Linked DNA regions of Sus scrofa: region 2 is linked to region 1. Evidence: chromatin contacts called from public Hi-C data. All regions are on one chromosome and are shown on one strand. Each heading gives the region's core, a stretch centred on a gene start, on an enhancer-like site or on the middle of the called end of the contact. The rest is flanking DNA. Distances are from core to core; before and after follow the strand shown. Region 1 holds the start of ST8SIA3 (sia-alpha-2,3-Gal-beta-1,4-GlcNAc-R:alpha 2,8-sialyltransferase). Region 2 holds the start of ONECUT2 (one cut domain family member 2).

Region 1 (5,085 bases), core at 2,212-4,711:
TCCTCATGGATACCAGTCAGGTTCAAAACTGCTGAGCCACAATGGGAACTCCCATAATAATATTTTTATTGAGTCAGAAATATGTTTTGGGAAAAGGTATAATGTATTGTACCAATGAAAGTTTTCTGGATTGTATATAAAATTAATATTGGATTAAAACCATAAAAGTTAAAAAAAACCTTCAGAGTTTTAGAATTACCCAATTATTGTCATGGACTAATTTCTAAACAGTGTTTTAAAGTTTTTAACATAATCATATGTATGTCAGCTTTTCAAGTAAACATTTTCATGACACCATGAATATCTGCTGAATTTAATTCCATCATTAGATTAAAGTAGAAGAGTGCAGTAACTAGAAATTCTGTGACCAAAACACACCCTAAATAGAGTGGTAAAATAAGTATTTGTAAAATAAGTATTCATAGCCCTAATGAATACACTAGATGGCTCACATTCCATTTAGCAGCATAATAATCCCACTGAAAAGGAAGGGGTAGTGACTTATCTGGGATTGCTAAGAGTAGACCAGAATCATTGGGGAGAATAAGTATATTTGAAAAAATTTCAACCTTCTTCCCTCACCTCAAAACACAGAGGAAAAAAATCCCAGCACACATACACACAAATTCCTTCACGTATAAATGAGGCTGCTACAAGACAACTAAGAATAATGTTCGGTAGCTTTTACAATATGTTAAAAGCTACTAAAGTTCAATGAGAACAGTTTAAAAAAACAAAACCATACTTAAATACCTGTATATATTTGGGCTGAGATTTTCACTAGTAATTTGTTAGGGAAGAAGTGTAGTGTTTTCTGTGTTTCAATGAGACAATACTTTTTTATTTTTTTTTCAAGTTTTTCCAGTGGGGGAATAAAAATGCATTGGGTGTTCTTTTTGTAATTAATCTTTAAAAAAAATTTAAATGGCTTTGGCAGTATTAGTCATACATGTTAACTGTAAATCATGGTGCTCAATTAAGCCTAAGTTAGGGAGGATACTGGAAATATATTTTTTTCTTCCATTCAAATTGGTCTTCTTGATGTTTTCTTTTTATGAGAGGGCACTACATAAATGTAAAAGGGTTACTAACTAGACTTTGTGCAGTTAGTCCAAGAAGTCAGTGCAAATACACCTCAGGTTGGGGGCGGGTGTGTGTGTGTGTAGGTTTTTGTTTTGTATTACTTCGTTTTTTGAGCTCCAGAATTCAAAACATCTTGGATCTTTTTCCCCCTATCCTACCTTTGATGTAAAAACGCTGTCCGATTAAATGTCCACTTAGGTCTGTCTTGGAGTTCGTGAGTCAGAGAATGCGGAAAGGGCACAAATGACGGATCTAGAAACTTCAGCGCAAATTGTGACCTGGAGAGGAGCATGAGTACACAGACAAACGTGCTGGCCTCAGCTAGGGGAAGTCAAGGTAGCCATTAAAGTCCAGCCGGTTGGGAGCGGGCGGTGATGGGGGACAGTTGTCACGCGCGCACCGGCTACATCCCGCCCCAGAACCCTTTCTCTTTTGCCCCACCTTCTGCTCCCCACCCACGCCCGGGAGGAAGAAGGAAAACTGGGGAAATCCGTCTCTATTGTCCATCCCTCCGGGTGCGGGAGAAACCATAAAATGGCCGTCTCACGGAGAGCAGGGGCGGGAGCCGCGCGCTCCGCTAGAAGGTGATGAGCAGAGAGGAGCGGGGAGTCAGCACCGCGGACAGCGGCCGCACCACCCCCTTGCCAGACCCGCGCCGCCCCCGCGGTCCCCGCGGATTGATTTTTGGAGAAAGGGCAGAGGAAACTGGAGACCCAGAGGAAGGAGGGGGGTGGCTTCTTCCTTAACCTCTTCCTTCCCGAGCCTGTCTGATTTCACTCTCTGTCCTCTGACTGGGGACCTCCCGGAAACCGCTGGCCAACTCCACTCCTTGCCCCGGTGGAGCTTTTCTAGGTTTCACACCTCGGGCCTGGCTTGGACCACAGGATGTAGTTTGTAGTTGCCCCTCAGAGGCTCTGCTGGGAGAACTCCTAGGGGGTCACAGTAGGGGCAGAGGCTCTTCACGCGCCTCACTTTGCCTGGAGCCTTTTCAGTCCAGCCTCGCGCCCTGCTTGGACCTGGAGCGAGGATCGGCGGCTCTTAGGAGGCTCGCTTCCCGCAGAGGGCGGGGGAACTGCAGAAATCCCGGAAAGTGGGGGGGGGGGGGGCGGTGATGGCAGCGGCGGGGGGGAAAGGATGGATGTAGAATACCCCAGGGGCTTCAGGAGAATAGACCCGCGCATCATTTGATGGGGTAGGGGGTGGGGGAGAGAAAAGGAGGAGAGCGCAAGAGGAGTCCGGCGCCTGCGCCATTAAATCGCCCGGGACAGCCCAGAGCCCAGCCGCGGAGTCTGCGGACAGGGCGCAGGTTAGGCACTCACCTCCCGCGTGTCCATCTCTCCATACTCCCTCGCAAATACACGCAAGGCCTCTCCCTCCACCATCGTTCTCCTTAAACCCTCCCCCAATTTTCGAAATGGGGGAAGGGATGCCGAAGAATACGAGAATGCAATCAACACTATTAGGACAACGGCTTTTAGGAGCTTAGGGGGCCGGGGGTGGGGAGTCAGAGATAGGAACGCAAGGACCACGCAGTTATCTTGCCCAAAGTGTCTCGGAGAAGCCAAAACACCAACCCCCGCCCTCGACCTCTCGCCCCCATAAACCAGATACCTGAGGGCGCTCAGAGGCCCGCACTCACCGGAATCCTGCGTGGAACATGTACATTCGGGGCGCCCCCGGGTTGGCGTACTTGGGAGTGGTGAAGATGTTCTCCTTTTTCAGGGACACGTAGCTGATGAGCGATAAAATCAGCAGGGCGACGCTGAGCATGACCAGCCCCAGCACGCTGGCAACCCGGGCCATTTTGCAATTTCTCATCCCGGGCTGGGTTGGGATCAAGAAAAGCGGGGAAATCGGTCCATTGAGCGGCCAGCAGCTCGCTGGCGTATCAGTGTATGTGAGTGTGTGTGTGTTCGCGTGCGCGTGTCAGCGTGTGTGCCGAGGGAGGGGGACCGGGCAAGGGAGCCGCGGAGGGCCAGAGGATAGAGGCAAGCAGGAGCCCCAGAGAGAAGCCAGGCCCCCAAGGCAGGGGCGAGCCGGGGCCAGGAGGCTGAGCAGGAAGATGGAGGGTCTGGGCGCGGCGGCGTGGCGATGGAGCGGCGCACGGTGCGTCTCTGGCCGCCGGCTCAAGCTCCCCCGCGCGTTTCCAGCGAGGCTGCCATCTCCTCTGCCGCCTGCAAGATAAATGTGATTGGAATAATGTTACAGTTCGATCTAAGCGCAGGATTTAATTAATGAACTCTAATCTCCCAAATAACCGTGGGAGGGGCGGGAGAGGGAGGGATGAAGGGGAGGTGGCAGAGGGAGGGGAATTGAGGCTGGAAGGCTGCAGCCCACGTCAGCGGCCTTCCCCGTTGAGAGTGTGGCCGAGGGGGTGGCTGTGGCGAGACAGACACCCAAACTTAGTTTAATGGGCAATTCATTACTTCATAAATATGTAGTGGAATATAGAGATAAATAACTGGATTTGCTGTCCTGGAGGATACCACCAGCTGGGTGCTTTTGCATGCAGGGAGAGTGGTTTTAGGGGTAGACATTTAAAAACATCTCTCCTCAGCACTGAGCACAGCCCTGAACCCCACAGATCAGCACCCGCCCCAGCACCCCAGCAGGGAAGCCCTAAATAATGGCTGCACCTTGTGAGCACTAAAACCTCTTTGGAACTTTCCAGAATCTCCCCTATCCACTTTCTGCCCCTAAAAGATGGGTAATACTTAGCAGTGTTGTGAAGTAAGCTGTGAATGTGGAGGGCCTGGCTCCTCCTGCCTTGTCCTTCTTCCAGTGTCAGACTTCCAGCACACCTCAGGCCAGGGTCACAGCATGGGCGCGGGTGCCCCAGAGTTGACCTGGGCCTGGAGCAGTTCACCCTGATTTAACTTCCCATTGCCCACTTTTATGACTCATCCTTGTGTCCAGGCCTTCAGGATGGGTCAGTCAACTTAGCCCTGAAGCTTAGCTTAGCCCAGAAGCTGGGGCGTTATAAACCTCTGTCCACTATAAATGCCTAGAACTCTCTTTTGGAGAAGCCCAAGTACTAGGTAAGAGAGGCTGCCTCTAAAGGTGGAAGGAAAGCACACCACCTAACACCTTGTGTTGCTTGACCTTCAATTTGTTTTAGCATATTCACATATTACCTGTTTTAATATCCATTGGAAATAAAAGTTAATTCATTTTTCAGTCATGCTGCTGAATGCTCAGAAGGCAACCCACATGTTTCTTTAGCTCTGTCCTTTGCAGTTAGCTTGTGGCTTCTTCCCCTTAGCTTTATTCTTGGCCTGGTCCTCCCAAAACTGGTCAATAAGCACCAAAGAAGGAGGCTGAAGGTGAGAAACTGGCCTTCAAGAGCCTTTTCCAGTAAAGCAAATTGATATTTTCCAAGGTGGCTATGATTTCTTTTTCTCTTGAACTTCTGGTTTTATGGGCTTTGGTGGACCTGATGTTATGGTCTGTCTGTGGGCCATGAATTCCTCAAAGTGGTGACCTCCTGGGCTGTTAACTCTTGCAGAACTAGGGCCATGTTTTCTGCCCTGTTTCCACATACTACCTGCATCACTGTCTATGGAGAGGCATGCTTAATAAATGTTTGAGGACTAAAGCGCCTAAAGAGCACCCTGTGAAACATATTTCTGGTTGTGGATAGCAGTGCACAGAATGCAACTGCCTGTTTCTAATGGAAAGGTAATTTTGCACCTACTGAAGAATTTTGCACTAACCAGAATCTAAAAATGTGGGTCAAGAGGACATGAATAATTTTTTATCCATGGGAGTCTTGACTATGTAAAAACTTTAGAGAAGGCCTACATGGTGAATACTTGAACTATATTTTTTGAATAAATCTTTTTTTTTAAAGAAGGTCATATGAATACAGTGTAAGATGCCAAAAGGAGTTAAGATCTTATGAGAGCTGTCTAAGAATTATATATGTTGGAAAAACTTTTCTTGAACAAGAAGTGGGGGGAATACACCATAGAGGCCAGAGTACTGATTACATGCCAGGCTCTG
Region 2 (5,117 bases), core at 2,126-4,625, 68 kb before region 1:
GGAGTCCAGCGATTTGGGGACGCTCTTTGGGAGGAAAACTAATTTTCTTTGGCTTTTCAGATGAACACTGCGGGGAGATTACTAACTGGAGGTGGGACCCCTCCAACAGGAGGCTAAGGCGGAGGCCTTCAGAGTGGAAACGCCCCTTCCCCAAGCCTGGGCGAACAAGATGCCTGTCACATTCCCCAGCCCTGTCCGGCGTCGGCAGAGTGCACCCCCATAAGCCGCGCTCGGCGGTGTGAGGAAAGACCGAGGAGCCAGAGAGGAAGCCTGAGTTCTCAGCCCCGGAAGCGCGCTGTGTGCAGCCAGTTCAGATCCACGGGCGACCCACTACTCGCGCCTACGTAAATCACTGCCACCACGAATTGTCCCCCAGATAACCTAGCGTTCCGGAGAGGCAGCCTCAGTCCAAAAGAAGCTGCCCATCTCGGCGGCCTGTAGTCGGGTACCATGTGTCCTTCCCAGTGGGGTACCTGGACACTTTACCCCTCTCGGTTCGCTGCAGGGTCCTGGGCAGCGCCATTGCCACCGGCACCGCTCTGGGTCTGTGCGCACAAAAGCGCGCAACTGTGTGCCAGTCGCAGCCGCGGCTGCGTCTTTCTTTCTGGCTCCCGCCACCCACACAGGAGGTTTCTGCGCTCCTAGAACAATAGAGGGCTGTACCTCGCGGCTCCGCCGCTAGAGGAGGCACAAAGAGCTAAGCTCGCTCCAGAACAATGTAACCCAGCGCGTCGACCCGTCCCCTCTCGCCGGTCGCCAGCCCTCCCCGCAGCGGAGCTAGGCGCACAATCAGCGTCCGCTTAATGCAAAGGCGGAGCCTGTAGCCCATAGCCAAGATGCCTTTAACTAACCTGCATTTTAATTTCTCAGCACCTCTTCCCTCTAGCTTGGGCCTCTCCTGGAGGCCAGCCAAACCTCGGTAAATCCCGGCAAACGCTGGGAGAAGGACCGGCAGGACACTCTCCACTCGTAGTTTCTCCTCTCCGGTCCTCCAAAGAGGTGAATGTAGCAGTCCCAATCTTCATCCTTGTACCCTCTCACTGTGGGCAGTGACACGAGAGCTGGCTCAAGCCCTTTCTTTCGATCATAAAGTCCCTGCGCCAATGTCAAGGCCAGAGGTGGGCTCGGGAAGTGCTGTTGTATTCTGGCCACCCGTTATCCTCTGGGCAAGGCTGTGACTCCTGTCAGTGACCAAATAAGTTTGCCTGATAGGTAGGTAGGAGGAGAGCAAAGAGACCTTTTTCCCTTCTGAAGAGTGAAGTCCCTGCCCTCCTCCCGTCCAACTGCCTCCATATAGGGATACTAGGCAGCTTGGAAAACTGAAATGTATTGTATAAGCAGGAGTTCAAGTGCACGAGGTTTCAATAAAGGCAATCCCCGGTCTCTGTGAGTCTCAGAAAGAGAGGGCTCCTAGCAGACAGCGCACACACGCTTCCCACAACTAGGTAAGGTCGGAAAGGGAGGGCAGAGTTGGCATACTGAGCAGAGTGTGAATGAAAAGAGGCTGAAGGTCGGGCAAGGAAGCTGGGGAGACAAGGAGGTAAGAAGGAAGAGAAGTATGGAAAAAGAAGAAAGAGAAACGGAGGATAGAAAGAAGAGAAGAGAAAGAAAAAACGGAAGAAGAACTATAGTAGAGAAGAAATAGGAAGTGTGGAAGGGTAGAGGAGTGGCTAGGCGCCCTCAGCCGGAGCCACAGGCACCCGGGAACCCTCATTCAGCAGCCCGGCTCCGGGCAATCCTCTGGGCTTACCTGCCAGGCGTAAGGCGGACATGCGCTGGAACTCGGGCTCCTGCAGCCACTTCCACATCCTGCGGAAGGTCTCCCTGCCAGATTTGAGTTTACTCCACGGTTTTGGGTTCCGGAGCAGGTCGGAGAGAGTCCCCTGAGACCGGCACAACACCCTCTGCGCGAAGATCGCCTGTGGGATGCTGTAGCGCTTCAGCTCCGCGGTGATGCGCTGGGCCACCTCTTTGGTGTTGATTTCCTCCAGCTGGCCTGACGTGGCCACCTGCGATCCTGAAGAGGATGAGGGTGGCCTCTCGCGGCTGGGCGCCAGCACCGGCCCGTGGGACTGAGCGTGGCCCGGGTGGTGCAGCCCGTTGAGGTGCGACATCATGGCTGCGGGCGGGGTGCCCAGGCCGCGGGACAGGTGTTGCTCACCGCGGGTAAGCATGGCAGTGTGGTGCGCCTCGAAGTTGGGGCTGAGCATTTTGTCGTGGCCCGGGGGCCCGTAGTTGGGCAGGCTCTGCTGCGCGTTGTGGAGGCCGCCCAGCCCGTTGCCCAGCGGTGTGGCGGTCAGCGGGGACAGGCTCTGGCTCATGCCGGGCATCTCCTTGTAGGGGCTGTAGAGGTTGTTCATGGCCGGGAGCCCGCGCTCGTCGCGCATGAGGGTGAAGCTGCCGCTGACGTTGCCCGACAGGCGCTGGTGGTGGTGGTGGTGGTGGTGGTGTGGGTGGTGGTGTGGGTGCGGGTGGTGGAACTTGTCCGACACGGTGGAGATGGGAGGCAGCGGCTGGAGCGGCGTCAGCGTGGTGTAGGTGTTGCTCATGCCCATGCCGGGCGGGGACGAGTCGCAGGACATGCTCATGGCGTGATGGAGCGGGATGGAGAGCTCGGGCCGGTAGTCGCCGCCGTCCAGTATCGAGGCCATGCTAGTGACCATGGCCGAGCGCGACGCCGCCGCTGCTGCCGCTGCCGCCGTGCCCAGTTCTTGGTGTGCCGTTGGCGGCGGCGGCGGCGGCGGGCCCCGCAGCGAGCCAGCGGCGCCGCGGCCCGCGTGGTGGGGGCTGGGGCTGGCCAGCAGTTCTTGATCATGGCCCGGGCCCCGCCGCCGCCCCCGCCGCCCCCGCCGCCGCCCCCGCCGCTGCCGCCGCCGGCCGGCCCGTGCAAAGTGCCCAGACTTTCCATTGTCAGCTCCGGGTTCATGGCGCAGCCTTCTAGGTCTTTGGTGAGGCATCGATAGGCGGTGTAGGCAGCCTTCATTCAGTCCATCGGGGCCCGGGGGCGGCGGGGGCGGCGGGGGCGGCCGGCGGGCTGGCAAAGCGCGCGTGGCGGAGCTCGGCCGCGGGAGCGAGGGAGGGTGCAGGAGTGCGTGAGTGTGTGGAGGGGGAGCGTGCGTGAGGGTGTGCGCCCCGGGCTGAGGGCGGGCGGGCGCGCCCGGGGTGGGGGTGGGGTGGGGGCGGACGGGGCGTGCGTGCAGGAGAGGGGAGGGGGCGGGGAAGGAGGGAGGGATCACCGGGCCCCGCCGCTCGGGCCGGCGCGCTGCCTGGCCATGTCCGAGCCCGCTCTGGCGCCGACGTCTTCTGTTTGGGTGAGCGGGAGCTGTCCAGAAGGGCTCTGCCGCTCGCCGGGGCAGCCAACCTACCCTCCCGGACCCGGGGCGGGGCAGTGTCCGATGGGCGCCGCGAGCAGCCACTCCGCGGGTGCGGCTGCCCTGGAGGGCGGGTCTCCTACGCTGAATTGCCAATAGCTGAGGAGGAGGCGGGGCCACACGTTTCATGTTTGGCTGACGGCTCTGTGCCTTTTTTTTTTCCCCCTCTTTTGCCATAGGAATCAAACGTCAAGGAGAGAGAGGGAGGGGGAGAGGGGGTAATGGGGAGAGGGAGGCGAGAGTGTGAGTGAGGGCGAGAAATTACGTTAAAGATGGTACTGTGTGTGTCTTCAGATCTGCAGCAATCTGGGCTAAAGGGCTTTTGCTTCAGTTCCCTTCGCTTCACCCCACAGCTTTTCTCGAAGCGAGTCTTAAAAGACTCCAGCTACGTGCTGGTGTAAAAACAAACCCACGTCTCCAAACAAGCCGCTTCCCAAGCGTCTCTAACTGGGAGCCGGTACTTTAGCCTTTTAAAATTCAGGCGCAAATGTATTCTAGTTCAGGGTAAATTCCCGAGACTGAGGAGTGCATAATCTACAAGGCGAAGGGAACTCCAGCGCCCTAGCCGCCTGCGAGCTGCGGCCAGCAGACGCAAGCCCACCCTCGGCTCGGGCCGCCGTAATGCATGCAAAGTTAACACAATAACATCATTTAATTACCTAGCGAGCCCATAAATCTCTCAGTTATGAGCCTTCAGAAGGGCACTGCTAGATTGCAAAACAAAACTAGAACTCCAGGAGCTGAGGTTTCAAGGTGACCAAAGGCTTGCCGCGCGAGCGAGTTGGAAAGAAGTATGTGCGAGTGAGGAGTGGGGGCAGTGTACCGCAGGGTTGTTGCCGTTGCCTGTAGTGAGCAAACTTCTCCTTGGGGCAGGGAGTATGTAAACCACCCAGGACCTTACCCATTACATGCGGATCTTTCCACACACACACACACACACACACACACACACACACACACACACTCACAATCTTCTCTAGAATCCCGGGAGAGGAACGCCCGGGATTTCGGCACTGGGTAGATGACTTAGAGGTGATATCTGCATATTCAAACTCTGCTTCTTAAAAGACCAGAGCTCTGGCGAGTTCTTAGAACGCTCGCAAGCCGAGGCTTTGAAAAGTGCGCCTTCGTCTACCCGGGATTTCCGTTGTTTGGTAACCCTCGGTCAGCGAGTGGCGCTGAGTATGGACATTTGTGCGGCCGGGGTTGGGGTGGTTGACGACAGAGAGCGGCTCGGTTTCGAAAGCCTTAAAAGTAACAGATTCTTCCAAAGCAGGTTGAGCTCGGTCTGCCTCCGAAGATTCAAGCTGGCTGAGGTTGCGCAGATGTTGCCTTTGTTTAAAGAGACAGTAATTAAGGACAGGGTGGACATAAGTTTGAGAAGCGTGACCTATTTTCTTTTGATCAGCTGTCAAAAGAAGAGCAGGGGGTATCCTTAAGACAGACCCCTCCAACCACTTCCAGCTGCTAGAGAAAACTTGATAAGAAAACAGGGACACAGTCTGGAATACCGCATAAGCCTTCCTGGCGCTAGAGAAAGGTTTAATTCATTTGTAAAACAGTTCTTAGTCTAGGTGACCTTTTACGCCTGCCCTCCCCTCTCTTCTAGTTGCCGAGCAAAAAATTCCACCCCCCTCCCACATCATCCTGTCACATGAATATACTATTTATAGATCAATAGTGACACTATTTATAGATCAACTTCATTGAGCTCTGGCCAATATCTTGCCAATTCTTCTTTCAAAA

The links. Hi-C and Micro-C count contacts between places; a contact is called where the count stands out from the background.
Region 2: a Hi-C map of epiblast stem cells shows a contact between it and region 1, with 2.6 times the contacts expected there. The contact joins the promoter of ONECUT2 here to the promoter of ST8SIA3 in region 1. A contact is called at or near these places in 2 of 5 promoter capture datasets (both in liver) and 1 of 47 Hi-C or Micro-C datasets (epiblast stem cells).

What each region holds. Positions count from the first base shown.
Region 1 is chr1:106,681,912-106,686,996 of Sscrofa11.1, reverse strand. ST8SIA3 (sia-alpha-2,3-Gal-beta-1,4-GlcNAc-R:alpha 2,8-sialyltransferase) reads right to left here and starts at 3,461. Exons shown (of 4, transcript XM_021093623.1): 1 at 2,723-3,461; 2 at 1,242-1,361. The coding sequence starts at 2,901. The region is part of intron 2 of LOC102164252 (a long non-coding RNA gene); the gene reads left to right.
Region 2 is chr1:106,749,604-106,754,720 of Sscrofa11.1, reverse strand. It overlaps ONECUT2 (one cut domain family member 2), which reads right to left and starts at 3,375. Exons shown (of 3, transcript XM_021093679.1): 1 at 2,830-3,375; 2 at 1,751-2,827. The coding sequence starts at 2,983. It also overlaps a transcript of LOC102164252 not described here.